2 separate regions of the Rattus norvegicus genome follow, and region 1 is linked to region 2. The links are chromatin contacts, called in public Hi-C maps. All regions are on one chromosome and are shown on one strand. The core of a region is the stretch at or near the end of the contact, and the rest is flanking DNA. Distances in the headings are between cores, read along the strand shown.

Evidence for each region. Hi-C and Micro-C count contacts between places; a contact is called where the count stands out from the background.
Region 1: a contact with region 2 is called in a Hi-C map of liver, with 5 times the contacts expected there. The contact joins two enhancer-like sites. A contact is called at or near these places in 6 of 12 Hi-C or Micro-C datasets (Schwann cells, frontal cortex, hepatocytes and 3 more).

The regions. Positions count from the first base shown.
Region 1 is chr6:12,272,891-12,279,979 of GRCr8, forward strand. It overlaps a transcript of Fbxo11 not described here. Among named protein-coding and RNA genes, the nearest start is that of Fbxo11, 16 kb to the right of the region's middle. Within about 2 kb of position 5,136, at least 38 of the 93 cell types and tissues checked have an H3K27ac peak or open chromatin away from gene starts, as enhancers often do. A contact at or near this core is called in Schwann cells, hepatocytes and liver, where this site is marked.
Region 2 is chr6:12,027,307-12,033,981 of GRCr8, forward strand. No RefSeq gene overlaps it. Among named protein-coding and RNA genes, the nearest start is that of Foxn2, 210 kb to the left of the region's middle. Within about 2 kb of position 4,270, at least 53 of the 93 cell types and tissues checked have an H3K27ac peak or open chromatin away from gene starts, as enhancers often do. A contact at or near this core is called in Schwann cells, hepatocytes and liver, where this site is marked.

The DNA of each region.
Region 1 (7,089 bases), core at 3,886-6,385, 250 kb after region 2:
GGAGAATCTCCTATATGTCAGACTGCTTTTTCTTCCCCTTGCAGAGCTACTAGTAACACACCAGTTTCCTCTCAGTGATCCAGATAAAGTGCTCAGCCTAATAACTCCATTGCTCTGTGATTCGGGTACGTGGGTGTTTAAAGCAGCCACATGCAGTGTTAACTTGCCTTCAGTGGAGTTACTTAATTCCTGATGGAGGCATTTCTTCCTTCCTTTGGAGCTGAGATCTCCGGGCCAGAATATCCGTGCTCACAAAGCAGAAGTTTTGTTAGTGGGTCACTAAAGGCAAAGACCATTCTTATGTCTACCTCTTATGTCTAGGCCTGTGACTCCTGGCAACTGAAGAAACGGTACATATGTTAAATACCAATTCAGAGAATACATGGTTGCTTGTACATCCTTTCCCCATCCCTACAAAGTATTAACAATCTGCAAAGACTGTTACTCTTCTTGGATATATATTTTATTGTATATGCATTGGTGTTTTTGCCTGCATGTACATCTGTAAAGGTGCCAGATCCTCTGAATTTGGAGTTACAAACAGTTGAGAGCTGCCACATGGGTCCTGAGAATTGAACCCAGGTCCTCTGGAAGAACAGCCAGTGCTCTTAACCTGAACCATCTCTCCAGCCCTGAAAGACTATTATGGAGTGTGAATTTAGTGAATTTCACAAGCATTTGCTAGGTTGTGTCTATGGCAAATAAGACGCTGCTCTTCCATTATGAAAGTGCTCCAGTGACATCTGCCTTCTACCCTAGGGAACAGTGCTATGTCAAGACTAAATATTGGTGTCCAGTGCTGACAGACACTCAGCAGCACCCACCCTGAACCCAGCGTTCCCTCTCCCCTTTACGCCCAGATGTAAATTAATAACCTCTATGCTTGCTGCTTGCTTATGGGTGCTTTATTCACGAGTCCATTGATCACTAACAGGAAGGCTGGCTGTCACTTGAGTACTTCCTGAACTCCTCTGCTGATGCCACCCTTGGTGGGCATTATTTACATGTTAACACAGACATGTTGGGGCTTGCCCACTCAGGTTTAACCATATACCCCTTCTCCAGATTTCTTCATCCCCAGCTTCCTGACCAACCTTTTGGATAGGTATATAATTGTGTGTCTAGCTATGTTCCTTCAGTGGTGCCTAGAATGGAGTTGCAGTGCTCCATCTGTCCATCTGGAAGTGGTTCCTGTCTGTTATAGGGAAACAGCCTGTAAGGTTCCTGTATATTATAGGGAAACAGCCTGGAAAGTGAGCCTGGTTTTCTTCTGTCAGCTGATGAAGAGCATTCCCCATGGCATCAGTCACATGGGCAGGTGAGGATGGGGAGATGGCAGGAGTGAGGATGGTCAGGAGACACTTCATCTAAGTTACTGTGCCTTAGGGCTGCCTTGGGCACACAAGGCAGCACCACTGCCGTTGATCCACAGAATGCTGCTGTTCTTGCCCTTTAACCTGTACTGCTGTTGGCCCACATAGGTATTTCTGACCAAAGAACTGTGAATAAGCATGTGTTTTCCATTTCCAGGATAGTGATTAAGTGTTCAGTGTAAGGCTTTCCGAGGTCTCTTCCTGTCTTGCCCCTTCTAGTAACTAGTAGTGTTAAGGGGCCGGTGCTTGCCTAAGTGTGTGTGCATCACCCACAGAGGCCAGAGAGACCCCTGTAAGTGGACTTACAGATGGTCGTGGTTATGTAACAGGGGCAGCAAGTTCTCTTGACCCCATCTCTCCAGGTCTTGTTTCTAGCTTTTAAAATGACCGTTTTGATTTGTTTCCCAGTTTACGCTTTTTACCCCGTTGCATGTAATTATTAAAAACAATCTACACTAAAGCTGGCTACATGCCAGCCACGGAGGTCTCCCCGCTCTCATGGCTATCCCAAAGTGGGCCTCCCAATCTCGCATTCCCAGTCATCCGTCCCCTGTGGCCAGGCTACCAAGACTGGCTCTAAACCCTGAACCCTGTATAAAAAAAACTCCAGAGGCTTATAATTTATCAGTCGGATTTATAACAGTAAATTCTCAATCCCCAAAATGCCCATACAAAGAACACAAAATTCACTTGATACTGATACAAGCTGCATACCTAGATATGGGGCAAATGCACCCTACATTACTTACTGTCCTTCTATGAGATCCATAGCTACCTGTGGCTATTTCATGCCATGTGGATCCGGTTTGTCTTTCTCTCCTGTAGATTCCATCTTGTCTCCTCATCTCCATCTTCCTCTCTGTCTCTCTTTGTCCCCTCTCTAAAACTCGAAGCCCACCTTCTTTTTCCACTGCCCCATCACAGGCTCTAGCCTGATTTCTCACCTGCCTCACTGCCTCAGCTGTGTCAGACAACAGTCTACAATCATCCTCTCTTTTTTTTCCTACTGTACGCTTTCCTTTTGCCTCTTTTCTCTTTTATAGTTAATCCTCACAAGTAATTCCAATAGGTGGTTATTTTTCTGCGATTTTACAGTTATGAGAGTGAGGCTCAGGGAGGTTATAGGTAAGTCCAGCTTCTACTTAAGTAAAATCTGTTTTGAACAGTTTGTGTTGGTTGTAATAGTCATGCCGTTCTCACCAGTGACTTAGGTTTGTTGAAGGTTTTATATGAACTTAGTGAATTCTTTGACTCTGTGTGATTATTGATTAGATTCATTTGGGGCTGAAGTGGCTCATCGGTTTACTGCTTTTGTAGAAAACATGAGTTTAACTCCCAGCAGCCACATAATAATGTGCCTGTAACTTCAGCCCTGAGAAATACGATTTTTGAACTCTGCAAAAAACATACACTTACATGCACATGGCCCCCCCCACACTTACACATGTACACATAATTTAAAACTTTTTAAATTAGATTGTCCAATCGGACAACACACCCTTCCCCTCCCAATATCACGTTTTGAGAAGATTCAGGGACTTGGAAGAGTAGAGCCTGAGGACCAGTGTCCACATAGAAAGCCTGGCATGGCCCCTGGAGGAGGGACAGAGATGGGGGAGTCCCTGAGGCTTGCTGGCCAGCCAGTCTGTTGATGACCTCCAGATTCTGGGAGAGATGGCACTGCAGAGCGAGCGAGCTCAGCAGTTAAGAGCTTGCTGCTGTTTGGTTCTCAGCAGACAGCTCACAGCTCCAGCTCCAGAGAGGCCAGTGTCCTCCCTGCTACCTCCACAGGCACCTCCCAGACACATGCACACGGGGAAACTCCGAGAACAAAGATGGAGGTCAGTAGAGTAGGGCACCCAGCGTTGACCCCTTGGCCTCTGTATGTACACATACAGGCATGTATCATATACACATACACAGAAGGACAGGGGACAGGTCAGAAGACTTACAGATAGCTCAGCCCCTGCAGTTGGTATGAAAGCTCCATTGTGACATAGGAGACCTAGGTTCCTGTTTTATTAATCCACTCCACGCTCTTAAACACGCATTTATGTCGAAAATTATCTGCACGTGCTCCGGCTTTCTGTCCAGCAGGAAACGATGAGGAAGGGCATTCTCTCTTAAGACTATGTCCTAGAGGTCAGGGAACCTGGTCCATTCAGTGGCACGCAGGCCTTCCAAATGCTCGTCACCGCTGCTGCTTGACGTCTGTCACGGATGGAACCACAGCGGCTTGTGCCACGCTCCTGCGTGTTTTGTTTTCAGATTCCTTATTCATAGTATGATGGTTCATATGTACAGTGAAGACTATACTCCTGTGTTCATTTACAGCTTAGGAAAGTTGGAGTATAACTAGGTATAAAGGACATAGCTGTTTTTATTCACTGAGATGTCTCATCACATGTCACTTTACTTTAAAAAAAAAACGCTTTGCAAAAGCAGGCAGAAAGTATGTTCTGGTTTCAGATACCAAGTAGAGATTAATAAAACAACATGAGGATTCGTACTAGGATCTGAAAAGCAGAATTAAATCTCAGAGTCGTGCTTCTTTTATTTATTTTTTTGTTAATTATTTGTTTAAATAGCAAACAAAACCATGAGTCTTGTTTTAGATTTACGTTTGTATAGAGGATGCTATTTTTCTTAAAAGTTAGTCTATACTTTTAAAAAATTTTGTACTATAACATCAGTTTGGTTTAATAAAAATACTGGAACTTTAAATAAAATCCTTTTCTTATGCTTCCTGCATTAGAAGCCACTTATAAAATGTATTTAGGACATCCCACTAACCTCATGCCTTCATGATCTGAGTGTGTAGTACACTGAAGAGTTGTTTCAGACCCATGTAAATGCGCTATTTAACTACAAATTAAAATAGATTTTATTTGCTGTGTTACCTGTCAGCCTTAAATTGGAATATCTTCTATAAAACCAGCAACTGATTATTTCAGGCCCCCCTCCAAAAAAAAGGCTTAAGTAGGATTTTTATTTAATAATTAGCTTATCAGGGGGAGTTGCTTTTATTTTATCTTGTTTTAAAGATGAGGTTTCACTGTGTCATAGCCCAGGCGTGCCTTGGGACCTTGCTCTTCTCCTGCCTAGGACTCTGACTGCTGACTGACCTTCCTGGGTTACAGGAGGCCTCTGCTGGTTTGGCCATTATCGCCTGCTCTGTAGTTGGACAGTTCTCCTTCTTACTGCACTCACTTAACAAGAGCTTAGTTTCGGTTTTATTTCCTACATTGACACAGACTCGAATGCAGCAAAAACTCTTATATTTGAAACTAATGTTAATTTGAAATCTTGTAACAATTGTTTTAAATTTGTCCTAGTTGTTAATTAGCAGTAATATGTCTGCTGCTATGATAATTAGTGGTGGGGAGGATCCAAAAAAAGAGTTACACATTGTGCATGTTTTGAGATTTGGACTTGAATTGTTACTCTTCTGCCCTGTAGATGAGGCTTTGATCTTCACTCTTCTCTTAGTTCTCCACATTTCTCCAAGTTGCTTGATTCCTGTAAAACCGTGGGTTCACATCACTGCTTGACTCCTATAAACCGTGGGTTCACGTTTCTCTGTGCTTTGTGTCTTCAGCAGTGGAGCTTTTTCAGAAGTCAGGTACTGTTGGGTGTGAGTTAAATCTGAGCCGGTGTTTAAAGCCAGTCTTCTCTCTGCTCTTCCCCAGTCACGTTTGCCCTTGTCAGCATGGTGTCCTCCCTCAGGGAGCCGGATGAATACCCACAGCATGGCGCGGTCCAGCCTCCCTGGTTTGACTCTGCTGTCTCACGCCCTCACCTCCTCCCTTCTAAAGAATAAACATCTGCCTGAGCCCGGCTGAGCCTGGCTTCGGAGACTGTACCGGCGGCCAGTCAAGTGTCTCTGTGCTCTGGTGTGTCTGTGCTTTACTGTGTGCGGTGGGGCCATGGTGCCAGGGGAGGTCAGAGGACAACTGCTGGATCTGCCTCTCCTGCCTCCTTTACACCCCCACCCCCGGATTCCAGGGATCGGGAGATCTCTAGGCTTGTGCTTGTGCAGTTTTTTATCCACTGAGCTGTCTTGCTGACCCCAGGCTAAAGTTTTGATTAGTGTTGGCTGGATTCCAGAGTAAAATTTTTAATTAAGGATAAGGATTAAAGTCTTGTATTCATAATTGACATTTATGTTTGCTAGCATCAGTGTGAAAAAAAATCAATTTTTAATATCCTGGTTGTGTGGTTTCTGGCAAGAGCTAACCAATTGGAGCAGTGGTAAAAGTTTTTAAATGAGTGTCGGTATGTGTGTGCGAGTGTGGGGGCTAGTGTGTGGGTTTGTGTGCATGTATGTGCATACAAACATAAATGTAGGGGTCAAACTGAGACGATCTGAGTTTGCCAGGCCTGCCTTCAAAGTGCCTTGAGTTCTAAGCCTTAAGCCTCTTGCCTACCCAGAAAATAGAAATCCCATAACACTAAGAACCCTATAGACTTTATCATTGGGGGGGACAACACAAAGTCTCCCATTAAGTGTCTGTTTACTTTATAAATAGACATGAATGTTTTATTTTTATTGACTTATTAGAAAAGAGAGATTCTGTACCGTTGGTGGACAGCTAGAAAAATTGACAGCATGACAGCAAGCAAAAGAGAATCCCAGCACTTAGGAGACAGTCATCTAACATAGCCCTCTCTGAAAATAACAGTACCACATGAAACTTTAATATTTTATTATTCTAACTTATATTCTTCAATTTTACTATGATAAGTCCTGGGTCCCACCTTCGGTTTCAGTTCATTGTATTCATTTATAGTAACCCAAAAGCAGTATTTTAAATGACATTTTGGCGCCATCTGCTGTTATGTAACATGATGTTCCATTTACTTTGATAAAACTTGTAAGTAGGAGATTAAAATACATTATTTCATATTTTTGCCCATATAAGTACAAAATTGAATTTATCTGTCTTGATTTCTGTATCCCATCTGACAGAGACTATAGAGTCGCATACCCATATTTCTGTACTCTTGCCTCTGTTGGTTTTGAATATTCAACCAGTCCCTTGCACTAGTGCCTTTAAGTTCCTGAAGGCTTTGCTTATGGAGTCCCCATGAAAACGGCTTCTGAGGGTAAGGCTCTGTTCCTTGACCTCTAGTCATGTTTTTATGCCTCTTCTTGTCTTTGAGCATCTAGTCTTTCCTCTTACATTGGTTTGTTTTTCACCTGTAAAGTTCCACTGCTGTCCATTCAAATGAACACTCACCCAGAATTCTAAACTGTTTATTTCTTCTTCTTCTTCTTCTTTTTTTTTTTTTCTTTTCTTTTTTTCAGAGCTGGGGACCAAACCCAGGGCCTTGCGCTTGCTAGGCAAGCGCTCTACCACTGAGCTAAATCCCAAACCCCAAAACAGGGTTGGGATTTTTGTTTAATTTTTAAAATTGATTTAATTATGATTTGTGTGTGTGTGTGTGTGTCTGTGTGTCTGTGTGTGTGTGTTTTGCTTAGATGTATGTATGTGCATCATGTTTTGTGCCCACAGAGAGCAAAAGATATGCACGGGAACTGGAGTCACAGGTGGTTGGGAACCATCATGTAGCTTCTGAGAATTGAACCCATAGTCTGCAGGACCAACACATATTCTTAACTTAGCTGAGCCATCTCTCCGGAGCTTTGAGGTAGGGCTCCTTTACCTCAGGCTAGCTCTTAACTCCCTATGCAGCTGATACTAGCTTTAACTCC
Region 2 (6,675 bases), core at 3,020-5,519:
ATGTTAAGATGGTCCTTATTTGATAAATGCTGTCGCCACCAGTGAGGCTGTTTGGAGGAACCAGTGAGAGAGAAAGGAAGAGAAATATACAATGTTCGTCAAAGTGTTCAGACTGTGCTGGGACCCAGCATCCTAACTGCCAATCGTAGCAGGAAGGAGCCCATGTTCATCCGTTCTATGAACATCATCAAATACTGTAGAACACACACACCAAGTCAATCCAGAGGCTCTGCGTGCACACAGAGAAAACATGGCGGAGGCACGCCCCACCCAGACTCGCCTCAGAGACGTGGACGCCCTGTGGGTCTTAGTGCGCTCGGCTGCCATGTTCCACACCTTCCAGCCTCACCAGCAGCCACTGGTCTTTTTCTCTAACTCAAATTTCCGAAACTCAAAGGGAAAGCATCCTCATCGTGCCTGGAATTCGGCCACTGATCTCTGGCTAGGCAGGGACAGTGCCCAGATTGCTCCCAAGGGGACCCTGGCGTATCCGGAAGGAAGAATCTATGTGAGCTGTATGCTGCCAAACCGAAGGGGCGAAGAAGCTCTCTCCTTTCAGGGGACATTTGGGCCATTTCACTCATTTGTTTCACAGTAAATATGCATAATTTTAGTAAGAAAGGAGCTAACTGGTTTGTTTTTTAAGTTAAAATAAAATACGTCTTAGTATAGAGAGACAGACACTCCGCCCTCGGGAGCGGCTGCTGTGTAGTGGACCTGAGTTTCATTCCCAGCGCCTACCTTAGGGGGCCCACAGCAAGCTCTGTGGGATCCGAAGCCACAGGCGTCCGCCAGCACTTCACTCCTGCACACACCCATTCACAGACCCAGATGACACAATCGCATGACTTTAAACAAAACCAAATCTTTTATTTAAAACAAAAATACATGTGATTGGGAGACAGAAGCTGGTAATAGAACACCTGCCTGCTATAACAAAGCTTCCATGTCCATCGTCATTACCGGATGAATGAATGGATTTAAGATACAAACATCTTGAGTTCCCCCCTCCCCCCTCCTTTTTTCAAGACGTGGTTTCTTGTGTATCCCAGGTTGTCCTGGAACTTGCTCTGTAGACCAGGCCGGAGTGCTGGGATTAAAGGGCACGTGTGTCCACCACCCAGTTTGGCAAACTTGATTCTTCTTTTTTTTTCTTTTCTTCCCCCCCCCCCCCCCACCCGGAGCTGAGGACCGAACCCAGGCAAACTTGATTCTTAAGGTATGCTTGGAGGGAAGAACGCGCTGAGACAGGAAGTGCTACTGGTTTTTATTCTAACTCTGGTCGTGGCTCTGTCTTTTCTGCATTGGCTGGGGATGGAGAGAACCTTATTTAATTGGCTAGTCTGAAGACAACTGATGCATGAGAAATGAAGGAGAGAGGCAAGTCCTCCTGCTGGAAGGAGGGCCACTGCTCCAGGCCATCAAATTCCTAAAATAGAGCAGAGGGCCTTTGTGTAAACAAAGGTTTTAATAGGTAGAGAGGATTAAGTCATTTGCATAAAAGTCTTACAGGGTGGGGGAGATTTAAAAAAACAAAAAAATCTTGCTTGTCCTCAGCTCAGGTTTTAGGTGTTTGACAGAAAAGGCTCCTGATTACTATTCTTACAATGACTCTGTCAGGGCAGCAGAGAAGTAGCTGATACGGGGATACATTGTTATTTTTTTTCTTCCTACAGCTGCTCAGTGGAATATGGAAAACTCGAACCTGCCCTGAACACCAATAAGATGAATTGCTTACTCCTTGGGTTCTGGTGCTTTCTTCGTACAATATTCGTCCCTCAGATGCTTAAAGAACACAGTGCGTTCTTCAAACACACAATGTGATCTCATGATGGCTCATGTTAACCCCATTGGTCGAGAATAAGCCATTGCCACCCCCTGACCTTACTTCCTGCCACATACCTTCAGCCTACACGTGATCACCACATCCGTTGCAGTTGAGTCAAACAGACTTGTGGGAGTTTGTTATGGCCCATACAGCAGCCTCCAGCATCTCAGGAAGTGTCTGTCCTCGGGCAAGGGGCTTACAGGGTAGGTGCGTTTCTGTTTCGTGGATCTCTTAGGCTTAACTTTGGCTCTCACAGCCACTGGTATGGCTGCTTTCCCCATGCTGATTCACGGGCTCCACCCTGCTCTGAGGTTACCCTGGCTGACACCTATGTGAGCCATCTTCAAAATACTTGGCCCACTCTCATCACTCTCATTTTACACCCTTCTGGTAGGAATTTCCAGGAATTGTGTTATAGGTGTAGATTTTGAAGTAGCTTCCAGAGCATTTTTTTTTTTATATTGTCTCCTAACATCCCAACAACTCTGACAGAAGAAATTTTGTAGCAAAACAAAACAAAAACAAAGATTCTTGGAAGCTTCAATCAAAGTCTGTGGTGAAAACAAACAAAAACTAGAAAGCAAACTAGTTTTTCAATAGGGGGCAGGGCAGTGGGGAGGAGGAGGGGCAGGCAGACATTTGTGTCAGGTCTGCAGGTGCCTGTCTGTGAGATTGAAGAGATACAGAGTGGAGTGACCCCCTACCTCTCCACCCTGCCACCTCCCCACCCACCCACCCACTCATTACAAACTAAAGGTCTCTCTGTTTCGTTGGGTTCAGAAGACTAAAGAGAACAGTTAACATGCCGGGACTGGGGAACCCCCGGTGCCTGGGCTCAGGCTGCAGAGAAGTGGGTGTTGCCCTGCTCCGATTCTGACACAGTTCACCCAGCACAAAGATTGGCTGGGAGTATTGGAGAAATCTGACTGGAATCAAGGGGCCTGCTGCCTGCTGCAGGGGGAACCTTCTGGGATTGCCTAAAGCAAGGAGAACGCTGCCCATCCTCCTGCTGCCTGGAGTCTCCCTCTAGTGCCCCGATTGGCAGAGCTTTTCAGGGCTCTGTAGCAGAGGCCCAGCTGCAGCAGCTGACAACGGTTAGGGCTGAGAGTCGATAGCTTAATCATTAGCTCGTCAAGCACTCGTGCAGCCACACATTAATATGGTCTGTCTTGGCTGGGATGTCTCTGTGCTTAGAAAGTTTCCTGGTATAAAACACAAACGATAGACATTTGTTGATATCAGGAGATGGGAAAGGGGCGCGCTACACTAGCGGTTCTCCAGTCTGTATTCAAAGGCAAGAAGAATACAAAATAAGCTTGGTTGTCCTGCCAGAATTTAAGCTCATTTCTGGCTCTATTTATACTTCTCCCAGTTGCCTCTTGGCAGGGCTGTAGCAGGAGGCATACCTATAGCCTAGGGCTTCGGAGAAATGCAGGTCCAGTGTAAAATCCCACCCCCACTAAGAGTTGAGAGCCTTGGGCAAACTACTCGGTATCAAAGGCTTGTTTCCCTCGTCTACAAAATGCAGGTGCTGATGCTCTGGGCCTTAAATAAGGCAGTCCTATGGGACCACCCCTGAGTAGCCTGCCCGTGTTTCCTAGTGCAGACCATGGTTCCAGCTGGAGGGCCATGGATTCGCCCGTGGCTGGCAGGCCAAAGGTTAAAGCACCTTGGCAGGCTAGGCACGGCGTCAGCAGGCAGGCTCTGCAGCCAAGGACGGTCCTAAGAATTGCACTGGAGTTTCCTAACAGCCCTATTTGAAATTTCCTAATAGTGGAGTTTCAAAGCCAACTACTTCCCGCCTAGCACAAACGAGGGTGTGGTTTGTTCTCACATTCACACAAAAGAAAACAAGGAGCGCAACACCCCCCACCCCCAACCTCGGCCCCGCGGCTCGCCCAGCTCCGGATATTTTCCCAGGCACCGGGTGCGAGCTACGGGTACGCCCTACGGCTGCTACACTTCCCAGAGCCAGGGTGCAGTCGCTCCAAGGTCGGGTTCTAAGGGGTTCCAAGGACCGGGCCCCCAGTGAGCTGACCGGATTGCCTTGCTGGGCTGGGTCGGACCTGCAGTTGCAGCCGGAACCTAGCCCAAAGCATGTGGCTGGACTCAAAATCGTCCTCTCAGGGGCTGGAATCCTGGGAATGTCGCTGCGGGAAAGCTTCTGGCTGGCCTTCGGGTGGCAGGAGGGTCAAACCTTTTTCGGGTGATTTCTCACAAAATTCTCAAGGGCTGCAGCCCTGCGAAGTGGAAGCCCAAGGAATGAGAAGGGAAATTCTCGCTCCTTCTCGAGGCCGCCTTTGTTACGTCCAGTCCCAATGTGCTGCTGGCGAAGCAGACAAATGCCTGTTCTCCTTCCGAAGACCCCTTTGTGTCTGTGGAAGTTCCTTCTTTGGTTGCGAACCATCTATGACACCCGAGCGAGTCTTTTCAGCTGGATTGTCGCCACCTCGTGGCAGGATCCGGTGGTCACATTGGTCCTTCGTCCTCTAAGTCCTTTACTCTCTTCAGTCCGAAGCCTACATTTCTTTCTTTCTCCAACCAGCTCTGGACTAGAACTTTATAACCATGTTCTTTGGGCTTAGGGATATCTCTGTCCCCTCCTCTCTGTTACGCCGCTGGCCTTCTTAAAGAGAAAGGAAGCAAGTGCTAGTTGGACAGCAGGAGTCACCAGATGGGCAAGCCTGTGGGGGGGAGTCGAGGTAAGGCGTCAATCCCCCACCAATTTCCCATGAGACAAACTAATGATTAAGAAGGCAGACGCACTCTGTCTTGTTTCTACTGGTTAGTAATGCTATTATACTTGATGAGTATTATTAAAGGATCCCTGTCATTAAAGACTCCCTGTTATTATTGTTATTATTATTAGCATTTATAATGTATCCCTTATTTTCAAAGCACGCTGACTATTATCTCCCTGGACTTTCCAAACACAACAGAGCAGCAGGCAGGTGACATCTTCATAAAATAGGGAAACTGAGGCACTGTAATTAGTGGATTTCTTGGATTAATGAGTCAACAGTAGTTATTTCTCCCCGGTTGATTATTACCTTCCTCTGAACTCACGGGTTCCAGTAAATGGCAATCTTGACTTGGGAAACTAGTTTCTCACATTCACTTTTACGACCCACTTGTAATCGCATTAGAAACCCAGTCAGGGAAGTTTTCAAACTTATGAGTCATTACTTCAAACTCATTACTGGGCACCTGGGCCCTGTTAATTGTATTTTATTGTACAAGTCAAATTATTTCTATTATTGTAACTTAGTATTTATAATGTATTTTGTTAACATGTATATAAGGAATTCCAGTTGGTAAAAAGTAGGAGGTCGTAGCATCAGTAAGACGGATAGATTTTGATCTAGAGGACACACAGCTTGCCAGATAATTACTCCAATTGTTTGTTACCACAGACAGTAAGAAAAAAAATAACTATATTGTATATACTTAGATATTTGGTTGTTTCTAGACAGAGTTTCTGTGTGTGGCCCCTGGCTGTCCTGAAACTCATTCTGTAGACCAGGCTAGCCTCGAGCTCAGAGATCTGCCTGCCTCTATTTTCTGAGTGGTGGGAGGTATGTGCCACCACCGCCTAACTTCAATTACATTATTTTAATACTAAAGCCTATCAACCTCTCAGAGACAAGAGACTTCCCAAGATTTGTTTCTACTTCTAAAAGGTCTTCGTCTTAACCGGGAGTCACTCTGACCTGGTACTTCATAGCTGAATCCTTTCTTTTTTTTTTTTTTTTTTTTTTCCGGAGCTGGGGACCGAACCCAGGGCCTTGCGCTTCCTAGGCAAGCGCCCTACCACTGAGCTAAATCCCCAACCCCAGCTGAATCCTTTCTTAACTCCGTTTTCACTCCCAAGGCAGTGACAACATATGGTCATTTCCAATGTTGTATCAATATACAAAGATCTATACCAGTGTTCTTTCTTCCCAGAAAGCAGCTGTGCTGTGCACTCCATCTCCTTCCTTCTGGAAGACAAAGAACCCAGCACTCTGGAAGTATCCACTGCACAGCTTTGGACTGTCAGGTTCGGAGAGTTGGGAAGTTTGTCTGTCCATCCTGCTGCTTGGATGCACTTGATGTCAGCCACAGGGCAGTCTCTCATACAACCTTCCTGAGTTTTTCTTTTTACCCATCTCTCACCTCAAAGCAAATTCCTAAAGGCACAATTTCAAAGAAGTTGCTCATTGGTTTAGGGGACTTGGGTCAATCTTCCCAACCCTCCCTCATGCCCATTCATTCATTCATTCATTCATTCATTCATTCGGAACGCACATGCTGTGCATCAATCTGCTGTGTATTAATAATAGTTCCTTTCTGCAGTGGTGAGGCAAGCAAGAGCAGAGCTTCATAGTTAATTCTCGTTATTCTTGCTCTGTAGTGAGGAAACCGAAGTTCCCAGAAGATGCTTATCATGGTACAGGTAGATGGGAATCTGTGAATGTGTGTGTAAGGCTGCAACTCCCAGCTACTCAGAAATTTGAAGGCTCTGTCACCTTCCTGTACTTTTCACGTGGAAATGTAAGACTTGAGGGTGTGGCAGGTAAATGCGAACTGAGGGGTTAGTGTTGAAGATTTGGTTGGATTACTAAATTTACTCTTTACAAAGCATTGTATAGATATACTCTTACGTTGATAGAGAACTTTATAACTGATACAAAATTGAAGTTATAATTTCTTACATTGGCACAGATTTGCATATTGATACAGGTTTAAGGTTTTCATTAATATAAATCTTTGTATATTGATGCATTTGATACTAGCGTTGCTACTCTTAGATAGGCATTGTGCTTATGCAACTCATTTAAGAACACAGGGCTTTGACCCAACCCTTC